Linked DNA regions of Sus scrofa: region 1 is linked to region 2. A link is a contact called in public HiChIP or PLAC-seq data. All regions are on one chromosome and are shown on one strand. Each heading gives the region's core, a stretch centred on a gene start, on an enhancer-like site or on the middle of the called end of the contact. The rest is flanking DNA. Distances are from core to core; before and after follow the strand shown. Region 1 holds the start of SAMD4A (protein Smaug homolog 1). Region 2 holds the start of GMFB (glia maturation factor, beta).

Evidence for each region. HiChIP or PLAC-seq counts read pairs in DNA pulled down with a chosen protein or histone mark.
Region 1: an H3K27ac HiChIP or PLAC-seq map of alveolar macrophages shows a contact between it and region 2. The contact joins the promoter of SAMD4A here to the promoter of GMFB in region 2. A contact is called at or near these places in 5 of 47 Hi-C or Micro-C datasets (heart right ventricle, liver, mesenchymal stem cells and 1 more) and 2 of 2 datasets of contacts at active chromatin or transcription factors (alveolar macrophages and skeletal muscle).

What each region holds. Positions count from the first base shown.
Region 1 is chr1:183,912,914-183,916,620 of Sscrofa11.1, reverse strand. It overlaps SAMD4A (protein Smaug homolog 1), which reads right to left and starts at 1,284. Exons shown (of 13, transcript XM_021102232.1): 1 at 921-1,284.
Region 2 is chr1:183,861,450-183,864,997 of Sscrofa11.1, reverse strand. GMFB (glia maturation factor, beta) reads left to right here and starts at 1,664. Exons shown (of 7, transcript NM_001244461.1): 1 at 1,664-1,743. The coding sequence starts at 1,741. It overlaps CGRRF1 (cell growth regulator with RING finger domain protein 1), which reads right to left and starts at 1,539. Exons shown (of 11, transcript XR_002346942.1): 1 at 1,369-1,539.

The sequences.
Region 1 (3,707 bases), core at 35-2,534, 52 kb before region 2:
AAAACTTGCAATGCGGCTGCGAAGGGGCGCGGGGGTGGGGGTGGGAGCTAATGCAAAGCAGAGGCTGAAGCAGCAGCAGCCAGAGTTCCTTCCTCCTCCTCCTCCTCCTCCTCCTCTTATTCCCCCTCCCCCCCTCCCCTTCGCCACCACCTCCTCCTCCTCCCGGAGAAGCAGCCGAACGGCTGCAGCTCCATCTACAGCAACAGCCAGCATCTCCACCGCCAGGCGCCCCTCTGGATTTAGGCCGTGAGCGGCCGCGGCAGCAGCTCAAGACAAAAATAAACTCTCCCCACCCAAAGCTCCGAGCCCAGCGGGCGGAGGCTCAGCCGGAGCCCCGGCTCCCCCGCGCCGTGCCGCTCCAGCCCACCCGGGATGTCTCCGAGGGCCTACTTCGCCCTGAACGATCAAATGAGTGCGTGCGTGTGCGTCTGTGTGTATGTGAGTATGTACGTGTGTGTGTGCTGTAGGCATCCTGCCCCCGCTGCCGCCGCCTACGGGCGGGTCTGTCCGGCCCAATGCCTCGCCCGCGCGTCCCAGGCCGAAGGCGGCACAGACACGAGCGCATGCCGAGCGCGGGTCTGCCGGAGCCCACAGCACTGCCTCCCCTGGTGGGCAGGGTGGCTCGGCAGGGACTGCGGCTCCACGACGCTGGCACACGCCCCCAAACGACTGACAAGAAGAAAAGTTCGGTTTCGAGGGCTCCCCCAGTCCTAAACCAGTCCGGGTGGCCGCCGGGGGTGGCGGCGGCGGCGGCGGCGAAGAGGGACTAGCAACTCAGCCAACCCTTGAGGGGCGGCTCACTCCCAGCATCCGGTTTCCCCGCTCCCAGAACTTCCCGAGCGGAGGGGGCACGTCCCCCGGGAAAAGGACCTAGGGCCCCGCGGGTCCCCTCCCTGGGGCAAATGAGAGAGGGCGCTCACCTCGGAGCGGTTCATCTCGGCGGCTCGGGGCCCCAAGCGCGGGTCCGGGACCGCGGCAACTCTCAGCGAGGTTGGGGACGCCCGAAGCGCGGGCTGCGGGCCATGCCGTCGGAGCGGGCGGCGCTGAGAGAGCGCAGCGCTGCGGGTCCCAGCCGCCGCTCCTGCTGTCTCCAGTGTCGGCTGGCGGAGGACTGAGCCGCCGGAGCCGGAGCTCCCCACATGCTACTGATTAACATACACCATTACATCATGGGCTTGGCAGGGAGCGCCCGAGCGGGGGGAGAGGAACCCGGGCGGCGGCGGCTGCACACTGGGGGAGTCGGGGGAGGATCCCCGGACCCGGCCGGCGGCGAGGGTGGGGGGCGGATTCCTTAGCGGGGACCAGAAAAGGGGAGGGGATCGAAGAGGGAGGAGCCGGATGGCGCAGTGGGGTAGGGTTGGAGGAACAGCGGGGGGAGGGAAGAAGTTTGGAGAAGGGGAGGGGTCCAAGTGAATTCCTCCCCTCGACCGCCCGCGAGTTCTGGAGGGGTTGGGGCGCTGGAGCAGCTGGAGAGCAGGCGGAAGGGGACTTGGAGGGCGCTGCAGCGGAGTCGGTGCTGCCACAGGCTGCTCGTCCTTGGGAATGTGGTTCGCCGACTCGGGTGACCCCTTGCCCTTACTGGGGCCCGGGAGTGGCAGGGTCCTGGGGTCACCAGCGCTAGGGGCGTGGAAGGGTTCCGGGGTTCGCGGACCCGAAGAGCGGAGGAGGCGGAGGGGCGGTATGCAACGCTGGACGTGCCTAGGCACCGGGCTCCGTGCGGCCCGTGTCCCAGGAGCGCGAAAAGTGCCGGGAAGCTCACCCCTCTCCTGGGTCGGGCCTTGGATGCCCTTTGCTCCTGCGCCGCTCTCCCCTGGGGAAGCCGCCAGACTTCTGGGGCCAGCCGGCGAGCTACGTCTGGCGCGCGGGCTGCAGCTGCGGACCTTGAGCGGAGACGAGCGCCTCCCCGGGCGGCAAGGAGGCAGACGAGGCCACCTGTCAGCGCGTCTGAGTCACCGGGCTGGGCAGCCTTTACCTGGACCTGCTGAGTGCGCGAGGCCGAGGCCCGGCAGGGGCTTCTTAGGTCCTGGCCGCGCAGAAAAGGAGGGGGATGGGGATGGGGCTGCGGAGCCGAAGCCAGACGGCACAGAGAGAGCTGGGAAAGCGCCCTCCGGTAATAGAGGATGGGTCAAAAATACACTAACACCTGAAAATCGCTTTGTCTTCTAACTTTAATTGATTATTCACAGGTAGACTTGATAACCAAATCCTTGCTATCCGTATTTTCGAGCATTTCTCCAGCACCTTGAGGTTTTGTTTATGAGTACTGAGAAATTAGTGAAACGCATGCCTCAAACCTGGCCCTCCCTGCTCTTGTTAATATAGTATTTTTTTTTTAATTATTGGAGTATACTTGACTTAAAAGTTGTTAATTTCAGGCATAGAGCAAAGTAAATCACACATATACATTTATATGTATTTATATACATATATATCCATTCCTTTTTGCTAATACGGATTTTTTTTTAAGATAAAGTATCTGAGATATTCTACTGATTAACACTTCCTTCTTTAACTCCAGCATATGTCCCTAGATTTTCAATCCTTCCTTCCTTCCTCAAACCTAGTTTTTGCACCGTTTAGTTCCTGTCAGACATGTAACAGTGCCTAACCATCTGTCGGGGGTATTGAAAGGAATTGTGGAGTTGCAAAAATTTAGGTGTCACCATTAAGATAGGGTGTGTGAATAATTTTCTTTGGCTAATTATTAACCAGCCAGTAAAGGTATCTTCATAATTCAATGAATATTGTGCCCTAAAAGCAAGAATTCTAGAGTCAATATTTTAATTTTGTTTTACAGAGGCAGAGAAGTATGACATATTTTTTCCAAGACATCACCCTCACTAGCTAGTCCCTATTAATAACTTTTATCAGGAAATGGGGAGAAGTTTTAGAGAATGTCAGATCTCCATACATACCTTGATATCAACCGCAGCCAAAGCAGTTCTCCACCTGGGGCTTTTGGAAGCCACCAAGAGTGATTTTTTTTTTAAGAAAGTGGAAAAAAATCAGTTTCGTTAACTTATTTTTTGTCTCCTTCAGGTAACCAAGTGAACAGTAAAACTAAAAAACAAAAACAAAACCTTGAGGCAAATTAAGAGTTCTACTTAAAGGGAAGAAAGAAAATACTGCCACCTACTGGAAAAGTGTACTGCTGACAGCAGCAAGAAAGGATCTTGACTTAGCTAAATTTTGAGCTAGTTTAAAAAAAAAAAAAAAGAGGAGCATGACATGAGTTGCCAGCCTGCTTTGTTTTTGGTGGGTTCGCCATACTTGTGTTATCCCTTGCCTCTGGGCCTTTTCCCTGACGGGATGGGGAGTAGCGATAAAACCCAATGTTACTGCTTCACTGTCCCTTACAGAGTGGTCAGGACTGAAGGAAGGAAACTAATACTATCAGCTAAATGTATATTTTTCTATTAAATGGGGAATTTTTCCTATATGAACCTGTACACAGCTAACAGTCTAACAATGACTAAATATCGATATCACTTGGAAGAGGAATTTTAGGGCAACTTCTAACTTCCAAAGAACTGATGATTCTAATCTGGAAGGAATGGGATACTGGTGAGCTAGAAACATGGCTGGGGGGCGAGAAAAACATCTCTTGGTTGCTAGAAACAAGCCCAGGTGGTTCTCTGTACTCTACTCGGGAAAGGTACAGAACCAGTGATGAGCACCAAGGTGAAAGCAGGTTTATGCAGGCCAGG
Region 2 (3,548 bases), core at 415-2,914:
AAAATAAATCACATTTTCATCATTGTCCTTTTCTTGTCACTACATCCAGCCTCTGTCCAGCCTCTCTTGGGTCTACATGAGACTTTGCCCATTTCATAGCCAATAACATTGGGAAAACATTAAAAGAACAACATGAAAGGGGAAAACAATGGATTTACTATTTATCAGGTGAAATGTCATGTAGCTAAACATTAATTTTTTCACCTTTTCCTCTAATTCCTCTCATAGATGGAGAGAGGAGACGGGAAAAGATGGGGGTGGGGAAGAATCTATGCTAAACTCTAATATAATTGTTCATGGACTAATAACAATCATTTTCTCTCCCATCATTTCTTACATGGTACTAGGTGTCAAATTTACCAGTTCTCTTATCATAGTAAAAAGTATTATGGGGGCAGGTCACTAAGAGAATGTAGCTGAGCTGTGGAATTTCTTACTAGTTAAACTTTCTAGTTTTCTAATTTATGAGAAAACGTAGGTATTGGATCAAATTAAGTTATATATATATATATATTTTTTTTTTTTTTGTCTTTTTGCTATTTCTTTGGGCCGCTCCCGCGGCATATGGAGGTTCCCAGGCTAGGGGTCCAATCGGAGCTGTAGCCACCGGCCTACGCCAGAGCCACAGCAACGCGGGATCCGAGCCGCGTCTGCAACCTACACCACAGCTCAGGGCAACGCCGGATCATTAACCCACTGAGCAAGGGCAGGGATCGAACCCTCAACCTCATGGTTCCTAGTCGGATTCGTTAACCACTGTGCCACGACGGGAACTCCTAAGTTATATATTTTAACTCTGACTTAATGGTATTTATTAATATGCTAACAATTCATTAAATTTAACATTAAATATAAACTTTAAATATTCTAATAATCCAGTCTAATACTAATGAAGAAGGATGGCAGTGGGCGCATGTTCTGGAATTTTCTTTTTTCTCTGCTTCTTTCGTCATTCAGTAAATAAGAAGCAAGCATCAACTATGGACCATGCACCAGCTGAGGATAAGCTGTAAACTCCGTGAGCTCCTGCCCCAGTTAGCTTCTTTCATTGAAGACACGTGTACGAATTCTGAGTTCAAACCTTACTTCTTCCAAACCACCGGGTTCAAAAGTAAACTTGCCCCTACAGAAACTTCTTAATGCGCGATTAGGCAATGGCTCATGAGAACACTCATCTAGACATGAATCATCACGCAATCAGACTTGAATAAATAAACACCATCAAGAAAGAAATGTATTTACCAAGTCCCGCAAGGTGGTCAGAGTAGGGGCAAGGGTTCCGGAGAGGGTGAGAGGAAAGGCAGGTGTACCTAGGTTTGAGGGAGGTGGAATTTGAAAGGTAGGTTGGGGTCAAACACACACATTTACCATTGAAATCGTTGACTCAATCATGTCACCATGAAATTTCTCTCAGAGATTGAGGAGGGTTGAAAGGAAGCAAAAACTGGCTCGAATTTTGAGGATACATTTTGGCACTGGAAGTCCTCCACTCCGAATCCGATAGCGTCCACTGGAGGGTTCAAGAAACAGCGCGGGAGAAATGGAAGGGGCGGGGGCACTCGCGTTCCTGCGAAGTTTGAGCCGCGCCGGCCACCGTTGGCGGTCACGTGCTGCCCTGCAGCTGCCGCGTAGCTGGTGGGGGCGGCTCTGCCAGGCGCCGTGCAGGAACGGAGGCGGCAGCCGTGCCATTCTTAAAGGGGCCCAAGGGGAGGCGAAAGGCTGCTGACGGCCGGAAGGAAAATGGTGAGTTGCTGCCGGGGAGGGCGGGGGCCGGAGGGCTGGGCCAGCCCGCCGGGCTTTCCTGTTTGCCGAAGCCGGTATCGGCGGGCAGCGCCCCGGGTGGGTCGGCGGCCGCTTCCGGCCTGGCTGCTGGTAGTTTCTCTCTTGCTGCGAGTTGGCCCCCGCCCGCCGCCGCTGCCGCCTTTGCCAAGGGCAGCATCCTCCTGCCGGGCCCGGAGTCGACTCGCCCAGCAGGCTCGGGGACTGGGGTGCGGCCAGTAGGGGTGGGTCATGCTCACCGCGTCCTTCTGGATGGGGAGGTGGGGGCGGCTTCTAGCTTTTGCGCTGAAGGGTCAGAGGGGCCGGGGGTCTGGTCCTTCGGAGGAACTCCCCCAAACACCTGCTTCTCTGCAGGCCCGAGGGACCGGCAGGCGCCGAGTACCTTCCGCCTGGCCGCCTTTGCGGGGAAGGCTCGAATTTTGATTCCGTTCTTTCGGCATCGCGTTAAGCTTCCTGACGTGCTTCTAATGATTTTTCCTTATCCTTGCTTTCTTCGAGTTATGGCAGTTGGAAACCTTTCGACCCAGCGCTTTGACGCTTGATTTTAAAGTGACTGTCAAAAGCTTTCGTTTTTTGTGTCTGGGGGCTCTCGCTTCCTTTCTTGTGTGGTTTCGACCCCACGCGCAAAAATAAAGTGGATGATTTCACTGATTGCCCAAGCCGGGGTCTCCTGAATCTTTCTCATGGGATTTAAGAATATGCTTCTCATTTCTGTAATTAGAAATAAAACACAAAATTCCTGCTGTCCTTTTCTCTAACTCCCCATTCATTTTTCAACCCACCTTCATCGAATATATTTCATGGTCACTAAATCCAAGGGACTCTCTTCAATTCTCATCTTTCCTTATCTGTATTCTCAGTGTTGATCATGCTCTCCTCTTTGAAACATTCTCTTCCTTTGTGCTTCCCCCTTGGCTTCTAGAATACAAAACTCATTTTTCTTCTCTTGTTGGTCTGTCTGTGTCCCATGCAGCTCTCCTTCCCTGTACATCACAAGGAGTCCTGAGCTCTATCCTAATGCTTCATTTTCCATTCTGTATTCTTTCTCTCCTTTCTACATTCATTAGTTTCAGTTACTACCTACCTATGTGTAGATGACTTGTGAATTTGTATTGCAAATGTTGCTTCTGAGATCAGCCCTACCTATCCTGCTCTTTAGTTAGCATCCCCTGGAAAGAAAGCTTTCCCCACTTGAGTGCCTTAGAGCCTGCTTAGTGTCCAAAATAGAACTCCTTTTTCCCCTCAAACTTGGTCTTCCTCAGTGTTCCTTAACTTAGTGAAAGGTAGCACCATTTAAGTCTACTACACAAGCAAGAAGCCTAGGAGTCACATTTGTACTAATCCACGCCACCCAGTCTGTCCCAGCTCCTTTGTAGTGGTTAAGAGAGGGGGCTAAAGTCAGGCTGTCTGGGTTGAATCCTGGCTTCCATGGTTGTATAATTTTGGGAAAGATAGTTAACCTCTCTAAGCCTTAGTTTCTTGCAAAATGAGGATAATATGATACCCATTTCTTGGGGTTGTTTTGAGGATGAAGGGAGATCCATGTAAAGGACGTACAGCAGTGTTTTTTCTCATAGTGTTTAATACATATTAACAATTTCATTAGCAGTATTCACCTACTTCTCTTTATCCTCATCAACCTACTTTTTGTCTCTCATCTGGACTAGTCTTACCAGTTAACTTGTTTTGTTCTATTCATCCTGGCTCTCTGTTTCCTGCATACAGATCTGGTCAATTCCCTTGTCACCACCTGCTTAAAACACTTAGTG